Linked DNA regions of Macaca mulatta: region 1 is linked to region 2. Evidence: chromatin contacts called from public Hi-C data. All regions are on one chromosome and are shown on one strand. Each heading gives the region's core, a stretch centred on a gene start, on an enhancer-like site or on the middle of the called end of the contact. The rest is flanking DNA. Distances are from core to core; before and after follow the strand shown.

Region 1 (5,511 bases), core at 2,559-5,058, 230 kb after region 2:
AAAGAATAAATGCCCACACTCTCCCTCCTACAGGGAGAGGTGGAGGCACTCGGGGGTGCTGTACAAGTTGTGTGCTCCGTGGCTGCTGGGAAGGGAGGCGTTAACAGCAGGATGGTTCCTGGCCAGCTGCAACCAGGGTGACACTGACAGATTACAGCGTGTCCTCCGCACTAATAACACTGCGGCGTCCTCCTCCTGCCGTTCCCCAGCCAGCTCCAACTCCAGTGGATCAATACCAAAAGGCGTACACTGAAAATCCCCAGCCAACTCCCTCCAAGGCTTGGATGCTTCAAAGCACAGAACTGCAGAGTACAAGGATATCAGTGACCAGCTTATTTTCTGGGCTGGGCACTCTCTGGGGCCAGGGATGGTGTCCTATTCACCTTGGCTTCCCCTGCCCCATTACAGGACCAGGCAAGGATAGCCCTCTCCCAAAGTTTGCTGAGTGAAGGAATCTACCTCCTGGCCAATGAGAGTCCTCACAAACACATGTGTATGGCTCACAATCCCTCGCCTCTACTTGCATACCTCTAATGGCAAGAGGCTCTCAACCTCCCCCAAGCAGCCAGAGCCTTCCTTTATTGATGATTAAAATCGTCTTCTCTACTCTTTTTGTTTTGTTTTTTTTTTTTTTTGAGATGGAGTCTCACTCTGTCGCCCAGGCTGGAGTGCAGTGGCACGATCTCAGAGGAGGCAACCTCTGCCTCCCAGGTTCAAGCGATTCTTCTGCCTCCGCCTTCTGAGTAGCTGGGACTACAGGTGAGTGCCACCATGCCCAGCTAATTTTTGTATTTTTCACCATATTGGCCAGGCTGGTCTCGAACTCCTGACCTTGTGGTCTGCCCACCTCAGCTTCCCAAAGTGCTGGGATTACAGGCGTGAGCCACCGCACCCGGCCCGTCTTCCCTATTCTGAATTAACCCCTCCTCTTTTATTTCTCCATGGTCTTCTATTTTCCAATTTCTTCCTTTTCCTTGGACACCTCTTTCCTCCTCTCCCAAACCATCCAATATCCCAGTCCTCATTTCCTAGGGTACTGAAGTCAAATGATGAAGGGGAGGAAGAAGGGAATTAGCATTTATTGAGTACCTTCCCTAGTTGAGATATGTCAAAAATGTCCACGTGCCAGATGCAGTGGCTCATGCCTGTAATCCCAGCACTTTGAGAGGCTGAGTCGGGAGGATCGTTTGAACCCAGGAGTTCAAGGGTGCAATGAGCTATGATCATGCCATTGCACTTCAGCCTGGGCAACAGAGTAAGACCCTGTCTCTAAAAAAAAAAAAAAAAAAAGAGGGAGTGAGTCTTGTATTATTCCTATCTCACAGATGAGGACTGAGGCTCAGAGAGGTTAAGGAACCCAGAATCACACAGCCACACAGGGGCAGAGCTGGGGCTGTGCCATTCCAGCTCCCGGGCACACAGGATGAGTGCTTCCCACATCTTCTTGGCCTCAGATGAGTCTAGAAAGGACGCAACTGGTCCCCTAATGCCCCAAGGGACTTGCTCAAGGTCACAAGAGCAAAGGGATTGGCCAGATTGGGGCGCTTCCCCCACAGCTTGTTGCTTCCCACCCTCTCCCCCACCCAAATAGCATTTCTCAGGGAAGAAAACTCGGGGTCCTTGGAAAAACAGCTGATTCTGGGAGTGGGGCAGGGAAAGAACAAGAAGAGATGGCGGCATCTTGTTCTTCCAGGAAGCCAGGAAGTGAACGGACTACGGGGACTGGGGCACAGACTTAGGATCCTCAACGAGCCGTTTGTGCATCAAAAAGAATGGGAGGCACCAACTCATCATATATCAACTGGCTTCTAAAAGGGGAAGTAAGAACCAAGCAAAATAACATGTATTACGTTGCATTACGTATAACATGTAAAGTACACATATGCAAACATGTACGGGTGCCCATCCTGCCTGGGAGAGCGCTGCACATTGTGGACACTTGCTCAGATGCCACCCTGAAAACCTCTGGGCAGGAATTCCAAGCCCCCAGCCCATCCCAGCCCGGCATCTCCGAAGTCTTTCCCTGCCTCTCGCTCCGTAGTGAAGACCAACAGGGACGAGGGGCTTCCGTGTGGTACTGACCTGCACAGATGCCTGGAGAGGGATTGGCTTGTCCAGAATCCCCACCAGGCACCGGGGCCAGACGTCCCGGGCTCCTGAGCCCATGGCCTCCTTCCGGGCCCACCCACCTAGCTTCCTGGCTCGTGTGCATGGCACCGTGGGCTGGAACTGCTCCAGAGTCAGCATGAGCCTTAGAGAGGTACTGTCCTAAGCCAAGCCCGCAGGCTGCCTCTCTTCCTCTTACTGTGCCTTCCACCCTGCCAAACGCCCACCGGCTATGACAGCCCCACAGCAGCCACTCTCCCCTGCCTCATCCCTGCTTGGTCTATCACCAGGCCCCTGCGGTCCGCATTTCCTGTCCCTATCTGATCACCTCACCCCCAGTCCAGGCCCACACCGTCACACTTGTGCACACAGACCTCTTGATGTCCACATCCCTACCCCTTGCCATCCTCATCCCACCCTCCAAGCCTGCCAACTCTTTGCCCAAACCATCATTTAATGGTGACACTTGTCAAGTTCTCAAAAAAAGTCAAGATCTAAACCCACACTGGCTCGTCCCAAAGCCCACGTCTGTGGTTAACAGGCACTTGTCTTGCCTTTTGTGCTTCTGTCTATATAAAACACCTCTTACAAAACAAACAGGTAAAGTCTCCAGAAAATAAAAAACACAAGAGATTGTAAGAGTGGTCGCCTCTGGGGAGGGAGGGAGGCCAAGGCGGGTGGATCACGAGGTCAGGAGTTCAAGACTAACCTGACCAACATGGTGAAACCCTGTCTCTATTAAAAAATATTTTTAAATTAGCCAGACATGGTGGCGTGTGCCTGTAATCCCAGCTACTCAGGAGGCTGAGACAGGAGAATCACTTGAACCTGGGAGGCAGAGGTTGCAGTGAGCCAAGATCATGCCACTGCACTCCAACCTGGGCAACAGAGTGAGAATCCGTCTCAAAAAAAAAAAAAGGCCAGTCCTGACTCCACTAGTACCAGTTTTATGAGCTTGGGAAAAACTTATGTCAGCATCCCTAGTCTCAGTTTACTCATCTATAAAATGGGATGATCACAGTACCTGCCTTGTAAGACAGACAATAAACCCAGCCCCAAGAAGTGCTTAGCACCACAAAATAGTCAGGGCTCAGTAAACATGAGTGATGGGCCTCTCTTTGCCCACCTTCCCCGTGGAACTGTGAGCTCCTAGCACAGCTCCCACCATGGTGATTCCCTGACAAATACAAGATGCAATTCACAGTCCTCAGGATACAGCTTTCAAGGCCCTCCCTGCTGGTCCCACTGTCTTTCCTACTGCATCTGTTACCCATCCTCAAACGCATGACGGACGGACGTCCTTTGACAGCTCCTGCCTGTACACACCCCACTGCCCCTGACGCTTTCCTTCCCCCAGTCCTCATGTGCCTTTCTTTGGTAATCTGCAAACTCATTTCATCCTTCAAATGCTGCAAAAGGTCTCCTCCTCTTGTAGCCCTCACCCTGCGCCTCCTAGACTTGGTTACCCCGTGGCACTCAGTACAGACCTCTGGGCAATTCAAACCAAACCACATTGCTAGCTCTTTGCCCTCTATCTCCCCCACTGCTCTGGAAGCTCCGGGGGGACAGAGGCTGTATTTGCATATCTGTATTCCTAATGCTTAGCGTGTAACAGGAACTCAGAAAACGTTTGTGGAATGCATGAATCATTCCTGACCACTCAGCTACTTGGCGCCTTCAGGGACTGAATTATGGTGAGCCATTCATGGCCTGCAAATGCTACACAGTGAAGGTAGTGACCTCCTCTCTTTGCAATCTCCAGCCCAGACGCCGCCTCTCTCAGCCTGCACACCCTCAGAGAGCTTTCCGGGAGCTGTTCAGCATTGCAGCCTGCAGGGCATCCCCCTGCCTCTCCTCTGCCTGCCACAGAGCTCTGCGGAAGCCCTCAATCAGAAGCCGCGCTAGGAGCGGGGACAGAAAGACAAATAAGATACAATCCCTGCCCTCACGGATGAATAACAGCCTGGAGGAGACAGATGCCTGGGTCTGCCTCATTCCATCCACCACCTACAATTCATCAAATGTCTATCATGTGCCTCTCTCCTCCGTGCCTTTACATAAGTTCTATCATCCTCTGTGCCTCAGTTTCCTCCTCAAGTGGGACGGAAAGACCCACCTAATCTAACGCATCAGGACTGCTTGCAGATAGAACCAGATAATGCACGTAAATTGCTCAATAAACTATGAAGACCTGTACCGATGTTATTACGGCTATTATTAATATAGCTTAACATAACAGTATTGAATAACTGAAGCCCTCCCGGCAGCAGGCACAGCGACTTGCACATAGTAGGTGTTTAAATGATCTTGATGCGTTGAAACGCAGTCCGGGGACCGGGCCTGATTTTTCATGAGTTGTGGAACAGCGCCATCCTGTGGCCACAGTGCAGAGCACACAGACCTTCTGGCCGAGTGCTTTGACCGACCCAATGCAGGCTGCTGAGATTCGTTTAGGACAAATTCAAGGAAAAGTCCGTTTGACACCACGGGGCAAGGAGAAGTTTCTTCGTCCCCAGAGGTGGTACAGGCTCAGAGTACAAACAGAGGCAACAAGGGTTTGAAACAGCATTCTGGATTATTTCTCTATCAAGGAGTTTTTGGGAGATATGAAGCACCCCGGGTGAACAACCAACGACGTGGTCAAAGCCTGGTCTGGTTTGGGCCGGCCCTGTGGAAGGTGCTGTTCATTCTTCATCTCAGAAGACTCGAGACCAGGTGCGGTGGCTCATGCCTGTAATCCTAGCACTTTGAGAGGCTGAGGCGGGTGGATCACTTGAGGTGAGGAGTTCAAGACCAGCCTGGCCAACATGGTGAAACCCCGTCTCTACTAAAAACACGACAATTAGCAGGAAATCGCTTGAACCCGGGAGGCAGAGGTTGCAGTGAGCCAAGATCGTTCCACTGCACTCTAGCCTGGGCAATAGAGCCAGACTCTGTCTCAAAAAAAAAAAAAACAAGACTTGAACTTGGCTCTGCCATTCTGCCATGCTCAAGCTGTGTGACCTTGAGTAGACTGTTGCCTTCTCTGAGCACCAGTTGTCTCATCTATGCAATGAGGTCATGATCCCTGCACTGGCCACCTCAAAGAGTCATTGCATAGATCAAATGGCGTAAGAGAAGCATAAGTTTAGAAATGGTCAAGTGTTATACAAACACGATGGGTGGTAATCATTCTAATTTCCAATCACAGTAATAACGGGCATTGACTGAGCTCTGTACTGTGCTAAACGCTTTCACACATAATCTCACTTAATTCCCACTAAACCTTACCAAATAAGTACTCTAAGGGGCCCATTTTGTAGATGAGGACATTGGAGTTTAGAGGAATTTGAAATCTTGTCCAAAGTCACACTCAACTAATATGGAGAAAAGTCAGGATTTGAACTCAGGACAGTGGGACTTCCC
Region 2 (5,307 bases), core at 2,569-5,068:
AGTGGCTGTTCATCAGAACCGGTGCTCCCTGAGTCTCACCACGTGTCAGGAGTGCTGGGGACCCCTTGCATGTGGCGACTCTTCTAAGCCTCAAAGCGCCTACCGGAGCAGATGGGAGGAGACTGAGACACAGAGGAGAGGTGGCAAGACAAGGATTCAAGCCCAGGAAGCCCGAGTCCCATGGTCTTGCAGATTTCAAGTGCAAAGTCAATATCCTTTATTCAGTGGGTTCATACATCTAAATCAGTGCTTCTCATCCGTGGAAGATTGTCATTTGGCAATGTCCCGGGACAATTTTGGTGGTCTCAGCAAGGGAGCTTGCCCTGGTATCTAGTGGGCAGAGGACAGAGATGCTGTCAAACATCTATATTGCTCAGGACAGCCCCCATAACTAAGAACACTTCACCCCTAAGTATCAATAGTACCGAGGTAGGGAAACCCTGATCTAAATACATAAAATTTCTACAAATCTACTAGCACTCTCTTTTTGGCATTGCCTCTGACATGAGGGCATTTGAGCAAATCTGCTTTAATGTGTGAAAGGTATTCTTCTTGAGAATTCATGCAGAATAACTCTCAATTATTTCATTTCCCCTAAAACCTCCTATTTACCCAACTGTTGGATTGCATCCAACAATTCTGCTACTACACCCTGTGAATGACAGGGCTGTGGCGGGGCCCAGGCAGCAGGAGAACCCCCTGGCTGTCACAGCACAGTGGCGAAGGGGCTTGGGCCCTGCAGTGCGGATGATCAGCCCTGGCGCTGTGCGTGGAAGGTTGCTGCTGTCCCCGGCAGGGAGCCGCAGCTCATCCGCATGCTGCTCTTCAGGGATGTCTGGACGTGTTCAGCCCCAGGATGATTGAACAATTCCTGGGAACAACTTGTCAGCAGCTGCCCCTCCACTCCCCTCTTACCCAAAGCCCTGGTAATCAGCCCCAACAGTCTAGTCCCTGGCTTTGGGAAGCAGGACTGTTAACCCTTCCTCTTCCACAGAACATATGGGTGTAACTAGGGGTGCAGGCTGGGGGTGGGAGAGGACCCAGGATCAGGTCACCCCATATGAATGGTCATTGCACACCTCCCAGCAGTAAGCCCATTGCCTGCCCAAAAATTGGTATTCAAGAGTTGGTGCTTATTGAATGAATGAATACACAACTGGAAGGGTAAAGTCTATGAGAGTCATTCATTCATTCAAAAGTATTTACCGGGTGCCTCACCATGCTGGGGACTGTCCTAGATACTGGGTGAACAAAAGAGACCAAGTGTCAGTTCTCATGAAGATTACCTTCTAGTGGAGGGTGACAGATACCATACAAATAAACTAATAAATATGGAATATAGGTGGCCCTCTGCATCCACGGGTTCCACATCTCTGGATTCAACCAACTGCACGTTGCAAACATCTGGGGAAAAGAAAAATTTAAAAAAAGCAACAATAAAAAATAATACAAATAAAATACAGTATACCAATATTTCCATAGTATTTCCATTTTATTAGTTACTGGAAGTAATCTAGAGGTGACTTAAAGTATACAGGAGGATGTGTGTAGGTTTTGTGCAAATATTACACCATTTTATATAGGGAACTTGAGTAGCCCCGGATTTTGATATCTGTGGTTCCCAATCCCCCGCGGATACAGAGGGACAGACTGTGTAATCTCTGGCAGTAGTGAACGCTACAAAGAAAGTAAAGTAAGTCAAGGAGATTGAGACTGACAGATTGGGGGCGATGCTTAAATTGTGTGTTTGGGAGGGCTCCCCGAAGGCATGACATTTGAGCTGAGATCCGAAGAGCATGAAGGAAAATCATACAGTTTCATTGGGAACAGTGCGTACAAAGACCCTGAGGTGGGAACGTTCCCGAAGAGCTTGAGAAACAGTAAAATGGCCCAACAGAGTAGATAAAGGTGGGTTCTGGCATTAGCTAAGAAAAGCAGTTCTCAACATGAGCATCTGTTGGAGTCACCAAGAGGGCTTATGGGGTTGCATGTTTCTGGTGGAGGAGGGGGGAGCGGTTTATCTTAGGGTTGTAATGTTTCTGATTGGAGATGTCATTTGTGGTTTATGGTCATTTTGACATTAGCCCTTAGGTTGATGACCTTTGGGTTGGACTTAGGCAGTTTCTGATCAAGGGGAACTTTAAAATGGCGGCGCTTCTCCAAGTTGGCGATGTCCCTGCTCTGTCATTACCCACCTTGCAAAATGAAGGAACGGAGGCTTCAGAGGCTGCCCCGATGTGTGTCTGTGTCTTAGCTAAGTGGAGCTGCCTCAGGAGGGTGACGCACTGAATGGGGCCCCTTATGGGATTAACAGGGTTACTCATGGTGAACAGGTTGACCTGGAGGGGAGCTGGCAAGAGGGAGGCAGAAGACCAGAAAGAAGCTTTTTGCTCACCGGACCTGGGGTGTCTGAGACGACTCACGTGATGTCACCAAAGAAGAAAAGCAGTTACGGAGAATGAAGGAGAAACAGACCTTTACTGTAACACCAGGAATGAACTCCAAGGAAAGAACATTTCAGACAACTTGCATTTACTCTGGATTTGCAGCTGAAACCATCAGTCATTCATAGAGTGTGTGTTTATTCCCCAACACAAGGCTGGCGGCCACCCTGAGATGGAGAGTGGCAGAGAGGTGGAATGTTCTAGGCGTCTGGAGGGAATGTGGAACTTTCAGGCAGGTACCTTTGCTGAGAGGCTGCTCTTCCCTTCAGCGTCAGCCATCAGAGATCCCAGGGGCCTCAAAGGAGTGACAACAGGGGGTACATTCGGCCAACCAATGACAGTGATGATAAACCAAATCTGTCCAGATAAGCTTCCGCTCTCCCATCCACCCCACAATCATGTATGCACTTACTATGTCCCAGGCACTTACAAGTTTCTCTCCTTCCATCCCCACAATCACCCCACGAGGCAGGTTCTCCTAGGCCCATCCTGAGAGACTGAGGGATGAGATGACTTGCCCAGGTCAGGGAGATGGCAGTGATTTAGGTCTTTGACCCCCAACCACGTGGAAGAGGCACCCCCAACCCGGTAAATGCGCACAGAGAGCCTCCCTGGGTGATGGGCAACGAGGTGAGTGATGCATTCTCCTTTTGCAGAGAGTAAATGGACTAAGAGGAAAATACGACCTCAAGTTTCCAAGTCTCACCGCTCAGCCCCATCAAAGTGTACTTGTTCTCCCTTTGTTCACAAACATCACTTTAAACACTTTCATATTTTAGATTTTAAAGCTCATAACATTTTTGGGCTTTAAAAATTACATTTCCCTGCGGGATGCGGGGCAAGGACTGAACTTCTCGATGCACTGTCATAGCAGCGTTGTGCAGAACCCGGGAACCGGGGAAACCGGCAGAACCGCTGCGAAGTCAAACAAAGTCAGAACGGCCTCTACGCCGCGACCTGGCCCACTGCGCAGGCGCCACTCCAGACTGTCTGGCGCCCAACCTGCCCCTTTGTAGGCGAACCCACTTCTAGAAGGACAGCGGGAGTGGCGAATCCCCATTCAACCCGAAGACGGGTCAAGCCAGACTCTGACCAATCAGAAAGCTTCTTTTATCACCGCTTCTGGCTGCTTGACGTGGAGGCTTCTTTATCTCGGGACTCTGGGGCGCAGTGGGGGCGGGATATAAAGCTGACTGACGTCAATAGCAACCACTCGTCAAGCAGAATGAACTTGAAGAACAGATAATCCTACGAGTTGCATCTCAAGAAAAGGCTGTTATCCCAACTCCTTACTCCCATTGGGTTTTTGGAGCCCTCGAGGGTGAGAGCTTTTGGCGGCAGCCAATCGAGGGTCAGCGAGGAGGAGGAGGCGGGGCAGGTGGGCTATGGTTACCTAGAGAGTGCATTAGGTGCTGTACTTGTGGCAGGAGGAGAGCCGGGTCGTCTTTCCCTGATCCCGCTGGGTAGGGCTGTGCTGAGGGGCTGGGCAGGGAGCACAGACCGTGTCCGCTCTCTTGCACCTTTTCAGACTGCCGTGTCGGGCCTCGAGCCGGGCCCACCTGGAGCCCTCCCCTGCCCACCCGCCCCCAGCGCCCGATTTTCGCCCTCAGCCCAGAAGGGCCGGGCTTGGTCATCCCCAGTCCCGTCGCGGCCACTGGCCCTTGAGATCAGCCCTCCCCACCTTCCCGTCCCAGGCCAGCCCAGGGCCCGAAGCCTCTAGCAGCCGCTCTTGTGCTCTGGGTACGGCTCGCGGGAGTGTTGGTTACCATGGTGAAGCTGGCAGCCAAATGCATCCTGGCAGGTGAGTCTAAAAATTTGCGCTTGAATACGGTGGTCTCTGGAGTCCAGAGCCTTCATAATTCATCCAAAGCTTTTGTTCACCTAAATTGCCTACCTTCTTTTCCTTTCTCTCTGCCGAAGGCGAGTTACAGCAATTACTGATACAGTAAGTTACATTAGGCGCGGAAGAATGATCTTCCAGGGCACTTCGCAGCTCCGGTGGATTTCCCCCTGCTCCCTGTCACATACTCTGAGACCACCTTTACCAGTTGAGCTGACTCGTTAAAAAATCACTAGTTAAAACTCTAGAGGAGCAGACTTGTTAAAACAAAACAAACAAAACTTAAGCAAACCTTGAGTGCTTTAGCTAAACATTTACTGTACCCCAAAGTTAGGCATCAGTGACTTTGGTAGTCTTTACTATGGGATTTTTTTTCCCTGACCTCACCCCCTCTGATAACGGTGACCTGAGTGTAGTGACCAGAGTTTGCAAAAGGCACTTGTGTGTTGTCTTTAAGACCCAAAGTTACTGTGCTGCCCCTTTCCAAGAAGGGCATAAATGTTGAGACTCCCAAAGTCAGGAATCTTTGTTTTGTTGACTGATACATCCCAAGCATCCAGAACAATGCCTGGAACATAGTGGGTACTCAATAAATACTTTCAGAATGGATGAATATATGGCATGCACATTTGTAGTGTGCCCCTTGTATCACTCTGCACATTTAGAAAAACAATAGCTTGGATTATAGACTACGAAACACATATGCATGCTACTGAGTCCTTACTGCATGTGAGGCACACATATTTCGTGTAATCGTCTCACCATAGCACACTGGGCTAGGTACTGGATTGTTCTTTTTTGTTTGTTTTTTTTTTGAGACAGAGTCTCACGCTGTCACCCAGGTTGGAGGGCAGTGGCACGATCTCGGCTCACTGCAACCTCCACCTCCCTGGTTCAAGCAATTCCCCTGCCTCAGCCTCCTGAGTAGCTGGGATTACAGGCACACACCACCATGCCCGGCTAATTTTTTTTTTTTTTTTGTATTTTGAATAGAGACGGGGTTTCACCATGTTGGCCAGACTG

Evidence for each region. A called contact is a pair of places that touch in the nucleus more often than the background predicts.
Region 1: a Hi-C map of fetal cortex germinal zone shows a contact between it and region 2, with 3 times the contacts expected there. The contact joins the enhancer-like site here to the promoter of IFT27 in region 2. A contact is called at or near these places in 6 of 14 Hi-C or Micro-C datasets (blood, cortical neurons, fetal cortex germinal zone and 3 more).

The regions. Positions count from the first base shown.
Region 1 is chr10:14,999,798-15,005,308 of T2T-MMU8v2.0, forward strand. All of the region lies in intron 1 of LOC114670362 (a long non-coding RNA gene), which reads right to left. Among named protein-coding and RNA genes, the nearest start is that of EIF3D, 13 kb to the right of the region's middle. Within about 2 kb of position 3,809, at least 8 of the 40 cell types and tissues checked have an H3K27ac peak or open chromatin away from gene starts, as enhancers often do.
Region 2 is chr10:14,771,408-14,776,714 of T2T-MMU8v2.0, forward strand. IFT27 (intraflagellar transport 27) reads left to right here and starts at 3,819. Exons shown (of 8, transcript XM_077949839.1): 1 at 3,819-3,907; 2 at 4,139-4,245. The coding sequence starts at 4,212.